Regions from separate parts of the Mus musculus genome. Here region 2 is linked to region 1. A link is a contact called in public promoter capture Hi-C data. All regions are on one chromosome and are shown on one strand. The core of a region is the stretch at or near the end of the contact, and the rest is flanking DNA. Distances in the headings are between cores, read along the strand shown. Region 1 holds the start of Sdc1 (syndecan 1). Region 2 has its middle 130 kb from the start of Gm38407.

The links. Promoter capture Hi-C pulls out the DNA fragments that hold promoters and counts their contacts.
Region 2: a promoter capture Hi-C map of frontonasal cranial neural crest shows a contact between it and region 1. The contact joins the enhancer-like site here to the promoter of Sdc1 in region 1. A contact is called at or near these places in 6 of 39 promoter capture datasets (the 3T3-L1 cell line, cranial neural crest, frontonasal cranial neural crest and 3 more), 1 of 484 Hi-C or Micro-C datasets (the C2C12 cell line) and 2 of 115 datasets of contacts at active chromatin or transcription factors (pancreatic cancer cells and pro-B cells).

Annotation. Positions count from the first base shown.
Region 1 is chr12:8,768,348-8,776,267 of GRCm38.p6, forward strand. It overlaps Sdc1 (syndecan 1), which reads left to right and starts at 3,049. Exons shown (of 5, transcript NM_011519.2): 1 at 3,049-3,354. The coding sequence starts at 3,289. Gm4755 (a long non-coding RNA gene) reads right to left here and starts at 2,924. Exons shown (of 3, transcript XR_381238.4): 1 at 2,618-2,924; 2 at 1,164-2,281.
Region 2 is chr12:10,569,842-10,577,761 of GRCm38.p6, forward strand. No RefSeq gene overlaps it. Among named protein-coding and RNA genes, the nearest start is that of Gm38407, 130 kb to the left of the region's middle. Within about 2 kb of position 3,755, at least 18 of the 459 cell types and tissues checked have an H3K27ac peak or open chromatin away from gene starts, as enhancers often do.

The DNA of each region.
Region 1 (7,920 bases), core at 1,799-4,298:
TTTATTTTTTTTTTATTTATTTTATTATTATATGTAAGTACACTGTAGCTGTCTTCAGACACACCAGAAGAGGGAGTCAGATCTTGTTACGGATGGTTGTGAGCCACCATGTGGTTGCTGGGATTCGAACTCTGGACCTTCGGAAGAGCAGTCGGGTGCTCTTACCCACTGAGCCATCTCACCAGCCCCTTAAATTTATTTTTATCTTATGTCCATTGGTGTTTTGCCTGCATGTATGTGTAAAAGTGTCAGAAACTGAAGTTACAGACTGTTGTGAGCTACCATTGTTGTGGGTGCTGGGACTTGAACCTGGGTCCTCTGGAAGAGCAGTCATTATTCTTAACCACTGAGCCATCTCTCTAGCCCTCGTTTTTTAGTTTTTTTTTTTGTTTTGTTTTGTTTTTTGTTTTTTTAAGATTTTCTTATTTATTATATGTAAGTACACTGTAGCTGTCTTCAGACACTCCAGAAGAGGGCGCCAGATCTCGTTATGGATGGTTGTGAGCCACCATGTGGTTGCTGGGAATTGAACTCCAGACCTTTGGAAGAGCAGTCAGTGCTCTTAACTGCTGAGCCATCTCTCCAGCCCCGTTTTTTAGGTTTTTGAAGACAGGGTTTCCTGTGTAGCTCTAGCTGTCCAGGAACTAGCTCTGTAGACCAGGTTGGCCTCAAATTTAGAGATTTGCCTGTCTCTCTGCCTCTCGAGAGCTGGGATTAAAAGTGTGCAGCCCAACAATCTACTCAAAGTAGGTTTTGAAAAAGCTTTCCATATTAGGAGTTAACTAGCTTCATTTCAGAAATACTGCATGGAATTCAAATGTGGGACCATTCATAGCTACTTTGGTTTTCCTTCAGTGACAGGCATTCGGCATGCCTATTAGGGAAGTCAAATGGCCTGGAGAAGTCATCCTGGGTGAGAGGGCTAATGCATTTTCAGCTTGACAGACACTGTCAACCTATGCAGACAGTCTGCTCCAGCTCAGATGTCAATTGCATGCAGACCTGCAGTCAGACGCTAAGCTCCCTACCTACTCTCCATCAGCTTAGATGTAAGGGGTGCTGGAACAAAGGCTCTCTCTCTCTCTCTCTCTCTCTCTCTCTCTCTCTCTCTTTCTTAGAATTAGTATTCTATTTTATTTTATGTAAATTGGTACTTCACTTACATGTATGTCCGTGTGAGGATGTTGTATCCTCTGGTACTGGAGTTATAGACAGCTGTAAGTCGCCATACAGGTGCTGGGAATTGAACCCTGATCCTCTGGAAGAATAGTCAGTGCTCTTAACCCCTGAGCCATCTCTCCAACCTCTTGCATATTGAGGACAGGGAGGAATCACAAGCCATGTAGGGTGCCTGGGCTCTGAGGTCAACAGGACCATAGCCTCCTTTCTTTATGTGCCTTTCTTGGGGTCTCCCTATAGGAGTCGTCTTCGTTGCCTCTTTACTGTCTCATTGATCTGGGCTAAACTTATGCAGTTGGAAGGAAAGATCAAGCTGGTCATGTTTAAAACATGAAACAGCCTCATCAGTCCCTTCCTGTTCCCGTCTCCCCCCCCCCCTCCCGCCCCCATTTTGAGAGGACAGGAAGGTAAAATACCAAAGTGTCCTATTTTCCTCCAAATATCAGGCTCAAAGGACTGAAGAGCTGACTTCAGATCCCAAAGCCACTGTGTTAGGAGGCACCTGCTTTTTAGGTCCTAAGCCTTCCTGAGCCTTGCTATTGGGTATTCTTTACCAAGACCCTCAAGGATCTAGGCAAGAACTGGGCAGGATCTGTATGTAGCCCATAGTTAGACCTAGGGCAGCTGAGACGCCAAAAGGGAGAGTTTCCTGAGGACAAAAGTGTTCAAACACAACTGGGTGCTGGTTGTTGGGCTACTGCTGGAGGTGTGGTGTGTGTAAAGGAGGCTGTTGAATTCCCAGAAGGCTGGTTCCACAGTGTAGAGTCTACACTGGGGACTTCCCGAGACGCTGAGCCTCAGATCTAGCTTCTCAGTCCAGGCCAGCTGATGTGGGGCTGAGGAACAAGGATGGATGCCATCTATGGCCCCTGCCTTGCAGGTGCAAAGGGCCTTTGGCACCATCTACAGATTGAGGGCAAGACAGGGCTGGTTCTTCCTCCTTGCTCTCGCTGCTATCTGCCTCGCCTGTAGGCTCTCTGGGCTCCTTTTTGGACTGACACGTCTGAAGGACGTTGGAAACTGTGAGGTCCAGGCCCCATAGAGAATCATGAAGGAACAGGAATTCAACTGGAGCTCCGCAGCTGGTTAGGCCTGCGGTCACCTGGAAACAAAGAGGCCATTTATTTTTTCCTTTGGTCTTGGACAAGGAAGAGAAGGGGCTTTCTATAAATAGAAAGACAGCAAAAAAGAAAATAATAATAATAATAATAATAATAATAATAATAAAAACAATAACAAAGCCAGCTCTTCCAGACAGTGCTCATGTCTTTAAAGGTCTTTAAAGGTCTGGAGTTCCCAGCAATTAAGTAAAGGACCAAGACCTCAGGGGTCCCCTATCCTCAGCCCGTGGGGAGGTGGGAACCATACATCGATCCCTCGGTTTATATATAGCCTCATCGCTGTGGGGCTCCGAGGTTGCCCCCAAAATCTTGCTCACCTGGAGGACCCCTGGGTGTCCTCGCCCAGAGGGCGCTGCAGCCTCGCACGTAGAGAACTAACAATCGCCCTTCTCCAGGGCAGTGCCTCCGGACTCCGGACCAGGACATAGTAGCGAGTGCACCTGGGTCTCCGTCAGCTACGCATCAAGGAAGGTGCGACGCGGGAATTACAGATTGCCGGCACTCACCAGTGCTCAGGGGAGGAAGGTGGGACTCAGACCTGCAAGAGCTGAAGAGTGGGGTGGGCTTCGATCCTAGGAGGCGTGGAAGGGGGTGTGGCTGGATCCCTGGGGGGTGGGGCGCTCCAAGGGGCGGGGCAACCCAGGGGGCGGGGCCCGAGGGGTGGAGATTGGGACTACCCAGGCCCGCGGAGCTGGGGGTGGGCGGCTAGTTTTGCAACTGCAGAGCCTTTGGGTTTATTATAAGGCGGAGCTCCGCGGGAGAGGTGCGGGCCAGAGGAGACAGAGCCTAACGCAGAGGAAGGGACCTGGCAGTCGGGAGCTGACTCCAGCCGGCGAAACCTACAGCCCTCGCTCGAGAGAGCAGCGAGCTGGGCAGGAGCCTGGGACAGCAAAGCGCAGAGCAATCAGCAGAGCCGGCCCGGAGCTCCGTGCAACCGGCAACTCGGATCCACGAAGCCCACCGAGCTCCCGCCGCCGGTCTGGGCAGCATGAGACGCGCGGCGCTCTGGCTCTGGCTCTGCGCGCTGGCGCTGCGCCTGCAGCCTGCCCTCCCGGTGAGTGTGGCCCGGGGCAGGGCTGGGAGGCGGCGGGAAGCCGGGACTCGCCACTCGCCGATGCCATGCAGGCGGCAGCACGTGGAGGGGGAGGGGAGCGGGGACTTCTTCCCGCGCTGCCTGGCGGATCCTGGGATGGTGAGCCCTTTAATGAGGACTCCTGTCCCAATTCCTCTACGGTCCGTGGATGCCAGGAGGCTATCCCAGCTCGTGGTCCGGGCGTCCTGCAGAGTGGAACCTCCATTGGTTCCCCGCTCCCAATTAAGTAAAACGACTCCACATGGGTCTGAGTCCGCCGGCCTTAGGCGCTCCGCCGGCCTTAGGCGCCGCTTGGAGTTGCTCTCTCCCGTTGCTGTCTTGCTGGCCATCTCAGCGGCCTGGCCTCCGCCAGTGTCCCGGAGGGATGCAGTGGCCATGGCCACAACGCCTTTTCCATAGACCCTAATTCAAACCAGACTGCAGGCTGCACCCCCAGCGCCGCGGAGTCCGGGCGCTCGGCCCTTTGCACCGGGGCAAGTTTGGGCACAGCAGAGCCGGCGCGGGAACAGGGGGAAGCTGACGTTCGGGGTGGCGGGAGGGACGGGATTAAGGCTGTTTGTGGGACACAAGAGGGTGGCTCAGGGACCTTCGGTTTTTCTCTGGCTGCCCCAGGTGAGCCGGGCCGAGCTGGCAGCGGGAGGTTCCGGGAAGTTGGCTTCAGAACGCTGAAGACCCTAAGAACCCAACTTTGGGGTCGCTGAAGTTGTGCTGCCCCCGGAGGGCCTCCTCCGCATGGCCCGCGCGGGGGACCCTCCCCGCGAGTGGACCCCGGTACGGCTCTTCCCCTCCCCCGACTCGGCTTTGTGCTGAAGCCGCGCGTAGGGAAGGCGGGTCCCTTGGCCCGCCCAGTAGGGCCGCGGGGAAAGAGGGACGAACGTGGAGCTGGCGACTGGTGGGGGAAAGCTTCTGGGTAGGATGCAGCCATCCACCTTTGGTGGGGGTCGGTCTCTCTAATCAGCGGCTTGGCCGACAAAGAGCTTGGTCGAGGGTACCCCAGAAAGTGCTCTCCCGCCCCAGCCGCCGTCCGCTAGCCCGCCTTCCCCAACGGGGGCGCTTTGTTCTCGGCCCCTGTAACCCTTCCCTGGGAACCGCCCCGCAGCGCTGGTCCTTGACGTGGGCCGGGTCCTGGGTCGCCGCCAGGTGTCAGCGCTGCCCTCCGGGTGTCCACGCCCCTAGCCCCCGCACCCGCTGTGAAGTCCCGGGTGTCCTTTCCACTGGCGGCTTTGCCCAACCCCTGGAAGGCAGAGGCGAGGTGCGGAGCCTCAGGCTTTATCCCTCCCGGAAGTGGCAGTCTCCCACCGCCACATCTGGTCTGCTTAACTTCGATAGTCCTGGCAAAGGCAGACACGTGCACAGGGAAGGAGAGTTGAGCGCTGGTAGATACCAAGGTCGTGTACAAATAAAGTGGCACACGGACACGTCCCCAGTCACTGTTAATGGCATTGCCTTCGCTCCTTCCCAGGTGGCTGGTGCTCTCCATCACTCTGGAGCCCAAGAGAGGGCCTCCATAATTGTATTGCCCATGAGTTGGGGTTGTGTGGGGGCGCCAAATCAGGGTTCTCTGGGAGGGCTATGAATTCCGAACTGAGTCTCCTGTGCACTCCTGGCTTTAAGGTTCAAGAAATTGTTTGAGGGTTGTGGTTTTTGTGGGACTCAGATTATGCCTGGAATCATAGTTACCACTGTGGAGAAGAAAGTGGAGCTACTTAGCATGCCTCCCCGGCCCGCCTGGCATTACCTCCGGCTCTGTTCTCTAGGCCCAACGTGAGGCCTCACTGGGGCAGTACAGATGCAGTACTGAATTTCTTTCCAGCCAGGATCTGGAGAGGTGGTGTTCTCTTCCCTGGTGTCTTTAGAGAGGCAGATATTCCTGTGACCTAAGCCCCTCAAGCACCCATTAATAATGCTGAGTAGACAACTAGAGGTGGCGTTTTCCGGAACTTCCTGTGTGCTGGCCTGGGAGGTTGAACCCTCTAGGGAAACAGGTCTAGGAAGTAGAATTATCTCAATGGAAGGCTTCCTGGAGGAAGAAGATGAGCTGAGCCCCCAGGTCACTGTCTGAGCTTTAGGATCAGACTCCCACTTGGAGGCAAGAGTGTTCGTTTTACTTTTTTTTTTTAAGTTTGGTTTATTTTCTCTCTAACAGAAAACAAACAAACAAACAAAAAAAAACCCCACATTTGTTTAAAAGTGGGTGCATAAGAGTGAGGACATATTCAGAGCTTCCCCTTTTCCTGAAAAATGAAGGCAGCTGGGATTTACTTAAAATGAGAGCACATATCCACAAATTGCCAGAGAGCTGGTCCCTTTCTCAGGGCTCCCTAAGCTCCTGTGGGAAGCAGGTCAGACAGCCCTGGGGACCAGAGAGATAGGGAGTGCTTTTGGGTGCCTGCCTTTGAATGGGGAAGGGGGGGGGAGCTGCTGGGATCAGAGGCTGCTAGCAACTACTCCCCAGAGACTGAAGCAGGTTTGTCCCTCAGTGTCCTGTGGTCTTCTGTTTCTCCTATATAGAATAGGAGAAATGGTTATTTGCTCTGGAATAGTGACTTGCTATTTGTTCCCTTTCTTTCCTCTCCCTTACTGTAATCATTTGGACTAGTAGAGACACTTTCCCCAGGTCTGGCAGAATGGGAGGGAGTGGGGGAGGCCTGTGCTTGCATGATGTCACTGCTGGCTTCAGCTCTCCAGGGAGGGTGGAGTTGGTTGTAACCTACCTGTGGCTCTTGATGGGCCACAATAAAACCTCATTAACACACATTGGTAGGGAGAAGGGACTGGAAAGAATGATGGGAAAGATTGATGTTTTTCCTTTTTTTTTTTTTTTTTTTTTGGCAGTACTTTCTAGATCTCCCCTCCCCCTTGCTGCAGCAAAATTTTGGATTCCTGAAGTCCTTTGAGAATGTATAATGGTAGCCAGACTTTTTTTTTTTCAGTCAGCTCAAAATTGCCTCCTTATAAAGTATCCTTGGTTGTTTTTTGTTGTTGTTGTTGTTGTTGTTTTGTTTTGTTTTAAGACAAGGTTTCTCTGTATAGTCCTGGCTGCCCTGGAACTCAATATGTAGACCAGGCTGGCCTCAAACTCAAAGAAATCCACCTACTTCTAACTTTCAGTGCTGGGCCTAAAGGTGTAGGCCACCAAAAGTGCTCAACTTTTACAAAGCAGTCTTACTTTGAGCAGGATTCTGAAACCCTTATTTCCTTTCTGTTATCTTCAACAATACACTGCTAGGTGTATTTAGTCCCTCATGATGCTGGGCCTCCTCAAGTGGCGCCAGGTCAAGCAGTCTCCTGGTTTTTGGTGGCTCTGAAGAAGACTGTGTCCCAGTGACTGGCAGTTTGAATTCGGAGCTTCTCTTTTCCTTCTCAGTCTTTGGCAGGCAGAGTGACACTGGTGTGCCCAAGCCTGGAGCTTCTCTGTTTAATTCTAGTTTATTTTCTTTATCAGACTGAAAAACAAATCAGGTTGGTTATAATTCTTATAAACACGAAGGTCTCACCTTTGCGTAGCTCTCCGGCTGTGTGGGTCTGATGTCCCTCGGGAATCTCTGTTGAGGCTGCTGCAGTGTGTGTGCGTGTAGAAAGGGCAAGGTAGAATGGACAGAAGCGTGCTGCCCACCCCACTGTCCTGTTCCTAAATGATGAAGCACTGGCCCGGTGAAGAGCCTAGAGAACTCCCTCGGTGGGAGATGCACACAATGCCAGGAAGCACACAGGAGCTTGAGTTCCAGCTTGGCAGTGTCTTCTCTTTGGTGACTTTATCAGCTCCAGCTGCCCTGGACTAACAAACAAGGCTAGCTCACTCTCAGTATTGATAATCGAAGGTCCTTGGTTCTGTTTGAGACTGATCCTCACTCGGTAGCCTTGAACTCTTAGCAATTCTCCTGTCTCAACTTTCAAAGAGCTGAAATTACAGACTCGAGCCACCATATGCGACTGAAACCTTGTTCCTAATCCTTGACTGTGAACGACTCTTGGGTTTGGTTCTTTCTCCATTTCTTTAGTGTATGTTTTAGTTCGCGTCCTACATAATCTATTGCCCATACTTAGAAACAACAGGTTAGAGACAGCATTGGGTCCAGCAGAGCCTCACACTGAAGCTCAGCTCTGCCACTGATTTACCGTGTCAGCTCAAGTGACTCACTTCCAACTCCTCTGTCCCCATCTGTAGAGTAGACATCACCATACCTGCTCTTTCTGCCCACATTCTGTCATTAACATGTTCATTTCATAAGCGATGGTGCAAAAGTGCTTTGTAATGAAAGTGCTGGGGAAATGTTAGCTGTCGATAATGGTTAGGGTTAACTTTTTATTGAGTGCCTGTTGTGTGTGGGGTTGGGTGGGGTGGGGGGAGAGGCTTGGTAGTTTTCTTACTTCTTTCCTACTTAGCTTTTCTTCCTAAGCCTTTATGGTATGTATCATTGCCTGATTGTTTGAGTGTGTGTGCACAGGCACGCCTGTGCATGTTTGAGAGTATGCTTGTGCGTGCTCTCGTGCTCACATATGTATGGTGTGAATACACTGTAGAGT
Region 2 (7,920 bases), core at 2,505-5,004, 1.8 Mb after region 1:
TATAATTTTCTTTTCCTCTTTGCAGCCCTAAGGATTGAGTCCAGGACTTGAACATGGTAGAAAAATCTTTTGCAACTGAGCCACATCATTGATCTTTCTAGTTTTCTTTAAATAGCCAAGTCATTTGGAGAGTTGAATATATTATCACTGACACACTCTGATCAGCACAAATTTTATAAGCTACATTGTATTTGAACACCATTATAGGTATACATTCATGTACATGATATCACTTCATTAATTTCAGAGAAAAAATAGTTATGTATGAATATTTTTGATCAATTATAACAATGAAGAGAGAAGAACGCCTAGGAAGCCCAGGGAAAAGTGTTAGTCACACGGCTAATAGACATGGGGCTTAGATATGAGGTGAAACACATCTGGTCCCCATACGCGTTCTCTGTCCTAGAACCCGTTTCCCAAGCATGTCAACATGGTCATTGTCCTGACAATTTTCTCAACACACAACAACATGTGACCATGTGACCATTTCCCTAATGCTGCCAGTGAACAGTAAAGCCTTCTGTCCTCATGTTCAACTCAAGTTAAAAGCCTCCAGCACATCTGTTCCAGCACTGACTGCCACATTCCTCGTTTCTTGATGCCCTTCCTCCTCGGTGGAGTTTGCTTAGAATCCCATCAAAACCTTAATTCTGAACTACTTGGTCTTATCATATAAAAATATAGTTTTCTGAATCAAATTATTGCTTGTAATCGTAATTACTCTGATTAATTTTATTTTGAATTCTTTAAATGGTTTAACATGAAGAAATTATATAGATGTATGTAACAGATTTTATATATATATATATATAATCTGTTACAGTGATCTATTAAATAGACAAGAGACCAAGAAAAAATGTATGTACCCAAAAGCTCAATAAAAGAAAACGCTGAGCCAATATATTGCATAGTTATAGATAAACCCTCGGCTATGAAGTCATCAAAAGTACTAACATTCCATGTTAGCATTATGATCTAGTCCTGGTAAAGTCCATGACAATTGAGTACTCTCTATGTACCAGAAATTAAGCATAGAAGTTGCTAAATGGAATTTATGTACAGAATGGAAATGTTTAGGCAGCCACAGCAGACTGCCTAGGAAAATACAGGAATGAATCAGAATGATTCATTTCAATCAGAGATCAGAGAGACTGTAAGGCTCTGACATAGGTCTTCTGCATATAATATGGCTGATCATCTTGGGATCTGTTTAGGAATCCTAACAGCAGGAGTGGGGACTATCACTGACTCTTTTGCCCACTTATGGGACCATTCTCCTCCCACTCAGTTGCCTCATGCAGTCTTGATAGGTTGGTATGTGCCTGGTCTTATTTATTGTACCTGTGCAATACCTGTGTATGTTGGTTGACGTCCTTGGGAGGCCTGCTCCTTTCTGAGGGGAGGTGGAGGTAGAGTGGTTAGGGGAGAGGGGAGGTAGGGGGAGAGACTTGGGGGGGCAGGGAAGGGAAATTGCATTTAGGGTGTAATAGTTGAGAGACGAATAGAAAGAAAACAAAACAAACCTTGAATTTTTAGGCTTGGTCTGTAGTCTCCTAAACTGATGGATGAAAGTTCACTGGGTTTGGCTACTACAAGTTCAGTGTAGGAGATCCTGAGCACAAGGCACAGGGCATGCATACATAGACCCAGGTATCCCCGATGCAGATAGATCTGATGCTTTCTGGGGATAAGGATTTGAAGCCATCGGAACATTGGAGCTGAAACCACACATGGAAAATACAGGACAGAAGAGACTTGAGCACGCTGAGGGGTGCGGGCGGGAAGACAATATTTAAGTGTCAAGGGAGGAAATAATTATCTTAGAGAAGAATTTTTTAAAGAAATAATAAAAGAGAGAGGGGGGAAAAAGGATTCTTAGACATGCATTTTTCTTTGGCCACTCAACAGATGCTAAAAATTTACATCTTCACAGTGTGGGGCACTACATCTGTGCGCCTCTAGAGGGCGCTGTCTACGTAGCAAGCAGTGTGAATGACTCCTTCAGGAGCCTTGCAGTTCTCTGCTTCCCCAGCCTTTCCCTCCACCCAGGGCTCAATACAATGAAGTTTTCCTCGATCCACATTGATAACATTTTTTCTTCCCACTGTTCTACTCTCACCTCAGCATTCTCTTCCTCTTTAACCCTGGGTTTTCTTTGTGCCTTCTGTGTATCATGAAAGTAAAGGCCCCTTTAAAGCTGCGCATGCACTCCAGTCCCCCACACAGTGTGTACAGAAACAGATGAGAAATGAAATGTCAATAAACCCCGCAGAGGCATTTCCACGGAGGTGTTTTGCCAATTCATCTGGGATTTGCCTCGACTGTGAGATATTCCATCTACTGCAGTGATAAAATGTTCAAAGGTATCATCAAACAGCGAACTCTGAACGTGCTCTATATGAAAAGATGTTCCATTAAAGATGCAGCCCTAATGCACAGTGTAAAATGCTTGTAGCTTTTATTATGTCCTAGATGGAAAACATGTTTTACTGCATACCAGAGTAACAGACGTCAACTCACTTTTCAAATTGGGAACAGCTTTTCATTTTGTTCTGTTCAACAATTCCTGGGTCCTAAATCAACCCTTCCCACTCTCCATCCTACCGCCCACCATCCTGAATTTGCCTCTGCTCCAACAAAACAATGTCACACGTTGCTTCTTCAAAAGGCAGAGGAAGTGGGCAGCAGGAGACAGAAGGAGGGTTTTTTAGAGATAGAAGCCTATCGTGGTCTCTCCTTTCAGTCAGTTACAGTGAAAGAGAGGAACGGGAAGGTGAAATATTTACTGCTTCAATATTGCCGATTGAACGCAATCCACAGGAAACGCAGATGTCCAGAGAAGTAGATCAGAGAGGGGAAACTGTGTGGCTGCCTAGCCAAATTTTCTAGGCGCCCCTAAAAGGAAAGAAAGTGGGAAAATGACCATCTGCAGTGCTGTTAAATCCCAGCATGGAAACAGCATCCGTCATGAGCTTCTTCCAAGTGCTACTTTTTATTTTCTGATGACTAGTTCAAGTTCATTCCTTGTAAAGTTTAAATGTGTTTGAAGGCTTAATTAAGATTTCAGGGGTATAGTAATTCTGATATAAAAGTTTGTGTGGAGTATTAAGCAAATTGGTGGCCTTTTACTTCTTGGAGGGAAAAATATCAAATATAATTTGATTTCATAATTGAACACAAATGTTGAAACAAATGTAATTAATACAAGTTAGGCATGAAATCAATGGTGTCTAAGATGGGTATAACAGAAACACTCCTGCCCTGAGAGGTATCTACTTGTGAGAGAGATGGTCTGGGTTTAATTTTACAGGACAGCTAGATTTTTGCCCTGAATATAATTATTGAGATTATGGGGCCTGAATTCTAATCCTGCCTCCCAATCTGAGTGAGTCTGTAACTTTCCTAGTTTCAGGAAAAACTTTCCCAGGTAGAAAACGAGGTGATATATAACGCATCCTCTCCTCGACAAAGCTATTACAACAGAAGTGAGGAAAATCTGTGAGAAGAACATTAACCTCTTCAGAGGGAAAAAAAAAAAGTGCACGAGAACGAAATATTTTTTGAACAATGTATAATTTTTTCCTTCCTCTCTCTCTCAGATAGCCAAGTTTAAAGTCAGCGGTGCCCATTTAAAAAGAAAAATCGCAGAAACATGGGGAGAAATTTGGAATCAATTTATTTAAAGCCATGTTCTTCACAGCTGTTGTTCATTAGGGAACTTTTATTGACGTGTCCAGAAATCGTTCCTAGTAGTTTAGACACGCGGGGGCTTTGAGCCCTATGAAGTACAGCAAATTGCAGATGAATTGCTCCAGAAGTGTAGGCACTTTTTTTGGGAAAAAAATGCTTTGTAAAATAGAATATTCTCAAGGGATTGACTAGTGGGGGCAGGGAAGCATGCATTGACACGTTGACTACCCTTGACCTTCTGGAATCTACATCAAAACTTCTGCAACAGTAGCTGGGAAGGACAGGAACTCAGTGTGCAAAAAAGAAAACCCTTTGAATACAAAGGATCTCAAACCAAATGAAGTAAGAATAATCAGTCTATAACAAGATACTACTTGCTTTTAGGAACCTGTTTACTTCATGTAGCGCACCCTGTTGGAGCACTACAAACCTTCTAGTTTTTAGCAAGAATAAGGGTTTTCTGGGTCGGTTTAGTTAAACAACAACAACTAAAGAAGAAGAGAAGGAGGAAGAGCAAGAGGAGGAGGAAGAAGAATAAAGACAAATCGAGAGAGCAAGATTTGAAAGCTAGAATTTTTTGCTCACATTTTTCTTTATTTTTACATTTCCTAAGTATATATCGAGCTACTGTTTGCTGGGCACCATGTTAAGTTGTTAGTAAGCTATATAGCACTAGTAAATTATCAGAGTGGGGCAGATGACAGTACAGTATAGGAAAGTTTAGACAAGTGTAGGAACATGTCTCATGAGACCACAGTGATAGAAGATAGTAGAAAGAGTGTGAGATAGATTATTATCAAAGGAAGACTTCCCAGGGAACTGGAGTACTAAAATGGAATCTTAAGGGGGGAAAAAAAGGAAAGTGGCCATATAGATATTAGAATGAATGCATCCTCCAGGTGGGGAAGGAATGTAGGGAAATAGACCAACACTAGACGAAATTAGTGTGGGAGGGTCCAGAGGGTGGTGGTGGATCAAAGTAGTTCTTCCTGGAGCATGGCTTGTCTGGGAGGATCGGAGGTTGGAGTGGTGTGTGAGAGAGGAAGTAGCATGAAGGAAATATAAGAGACCAAGAGGATACTTTCATTCCAATATCTGTATGCCCTCTTTCTACTGACTGACAATTCTTCTGGCCATGCTGTCAGACTCCTACAAGTTGACATATGCCACTCTTCCAGTACTACAAAAATGCCCTATTCATTTACTTGGGTTCTCTACAAAGGATAGCTGTGTGTCAGCTTTACCACCTTTTAGAGTCTAGATTCTTGATCCATCTATTTATCAGAAGTGTTCTCTCATTCACTATCGCTATTTCCTCACCTACATCTCCATAGCTAATGATTTACCCCTGATTTATTGACAGATTTTAAGCCACTATACATCAGCATATCTTCCCACATCCCAAGCTTCCAGAGCTGTCTCCTCCACCAACCAACTGCACAGAAGAATGGTTTTTACTTCTGAAGGCATCATCTGCTTCATCTCATCCCTACCTGGGTACCTCTTTACCTGGCAGTATATCTACCACGTGGCAAGAGTCCTCAATAACAATTCTTGCTCTCCTGATGTATCACATTTGCCTATCAGTGTCTTGGTTCTCATCAACTTACAACTACACTTTCATATCTCCACCTTGAAATGAAACTCTCCAAACTATCTTTTATCTGGAGCCCATCAATGTAACACTCATATGTGTTCCAGGTAGTAAAAATCTTGTTTTCTCCACCATTTTGTTCATCTCATTTTCTGTTGTCTCTTATGTTGGAATTGCACCTTGCTAAACCAAGAAGGTTACTGTTTCAAAGTCACCAATGCCCTCCATGTTCTCAGATCCAATAGTTCCTTCATAAATTTTGTCTTTATTTATTCCAGGAGGATGCAAAACAAAGCAAGTGTTTTTGTTTTGTTGTGTTGTGTTTTGTTTTGTGTGAAATCCTTTCCTTTGGTGAATCATAGTTTGCCAGTGTTTCTCCTATCTTGTTTCTTGCCTCTTGCTATACACACGTGCTAGATCAGCCTTCTCCACCAAAGATTGAAAGAATGGATGCTTCAATGGGAAAGGAACAAGTCTCTTCTCTCTTCAGTAATGTTTTCCAGATTATGGTTGTATCTGAGTTCTAAGAGATCTCGCCTAGTCTGTCATTCAAAGAAGCTTCCATTCACAGAATCTTCCATGTTTATATTTCCAGCAACAAATCTGAAAATTGTTAACATAACATTTATACTTACAGATAATTAAAAAGAAAAAAATCTGTTCTAGTTATTTTTCCTCATCAGTATGACCAAACACCTGACAAAAGGCTGCCTAATGGAGAAAAGGTTGATTCTGGCTCACACTTCAGAGGCATGAAGCCCATTGTGGTCAGAAATGCCTGGTCGTAGGAGCGATCTGATCCATGTCATCAATAAGGAAACAGAGAAAGGTGAATGGCAGTGGTTAGCTGGCTTTTTGATTTGTCCTTTTTTAATAACCATAGGACAGTGCTACCCACATTCAGAGTGTATCTACCCCTTCAGTTAAATCTTGCTGGAAGCACCTTTATAGATACAATCCATGACATACATTATTATTGATACCCTATGTGCCTCTTAATATAATTAAAATGACAATTAAAACTAACCATCACACTCTCTGTTACAGTGATTATCATCTGCAAAGATGATTTCATCACATCTACTTGGTACCTTTAACCTTTTCTTTCACTCAATTGTTTATATTTTATAAGCCTATTATAAACATGATCATTTTTATTTCTGGACTACCATGGTAATCTATGTGACTTCTCTTCTGCATAACTCATACTCCATACAAGCCCCAGAGTGACATCTTAAAAAGTGAAGATCCACCTAGCTTAAGCTTAAAGCCCTTTATGGACTAGTGAGTGCATTTAGAATCTACCCTTTCAGCTGGGGTGAATATCCTACTGACATGATCCTGCACTGATCTCTTCATCTCCTGAAGAATCACTGTCAATCTCACTCTACCCTCTAGATCTCTTATATGTCATGAAATGACCAAGCTCAGTGCTCCTGATGGATTTCTACCTGAATCCTATAATGTTTAATCTGTAGGTATGGGCATCTGTCAGCCTGACTCTTGCTTAGAATAGAACTTTTGTTGCATAAAACTTAGCTCATTGTTCTGAAAGCAGTGTGCTCATCGCACAAAATTCATTTAGACCCACACTGGTGACTTACTAGGTGCTGAAGAAACTGATGTCTTTGAAGATGTCCACAATGACCACGAGGTCATTCTGGCTCAATAGCTCCATTTTACCAAGTAGGAGACTGAAATCTAAAGTAGAGTGGCCATTTGCCCAAAGCCACTTATCAAAAGAAAGATCCTTCCAGTTGGCCCCATTCGCCTCAGAATTCACCTTGACTTAAGGAGGGAGGCTAAGACATTTAAAAGTAATCAATATATAATGCATATAATTCTATTTTATTGTCAATAAGAGTGAGAATCATGGACTAGACCATCCCTCTATACTGGACTTGGATATGAACTGTGATGTGGCATATATCTATTGATCCTCAAAAGCCCTTAGAATAACGGTCCTGATTTCTAGAAGCTGAAGGAAATGGTAGGCTTCAAATAGTTTCCATGCTTGTTGGGAGAGAGGACAAATGTTGAATTCCTTTGGAGTGATAGAAAACAAATGTGTATTCTTGATTCACAACCCAGGAATGTCGGCTGTCAAAGACCTAGCTTGTATCATTGATTCCTTCCACCTTAAAAACCCAAGTTTGTGCCAACATGGCTGCATCTCACAACTATGAAGAACATGAGGCACATGAATTAGATGTGGTTAAAGAAAAAAGAAAAGAAAAAGAGAACAAAGGTCCTGAATGTCCTTAGGTTGTATCTGACTTCTCATTTTTTTTTCCACATTTAAATTTTTAAACGGAAGATATGTAGTGAGACCTACATTTCAGAAGGATCCCTGTGGTGGGAGTTGAGTATGAATTTGAATGAGAGAAGACTGAAATCAAGGAGACCTGTTGGCTGATAGCTACAGGGATCTAAGCATGAAATGATGTAGGTTTGAGGCAAGGCAGTGGAAGTGAATAAAAGTAGGATAGGGGGAAAACACACAGCATTACAATTGTGAGAATGCTTAACAGAATGTCACTGTTGCTTCTTCTGTATTGTCATGTATGATGGTGGGCTAAGGTAAGGCCAGGGAGAAGAAAAGAAGTGGCCTCTGATTTTCATGAAAGCCTTAT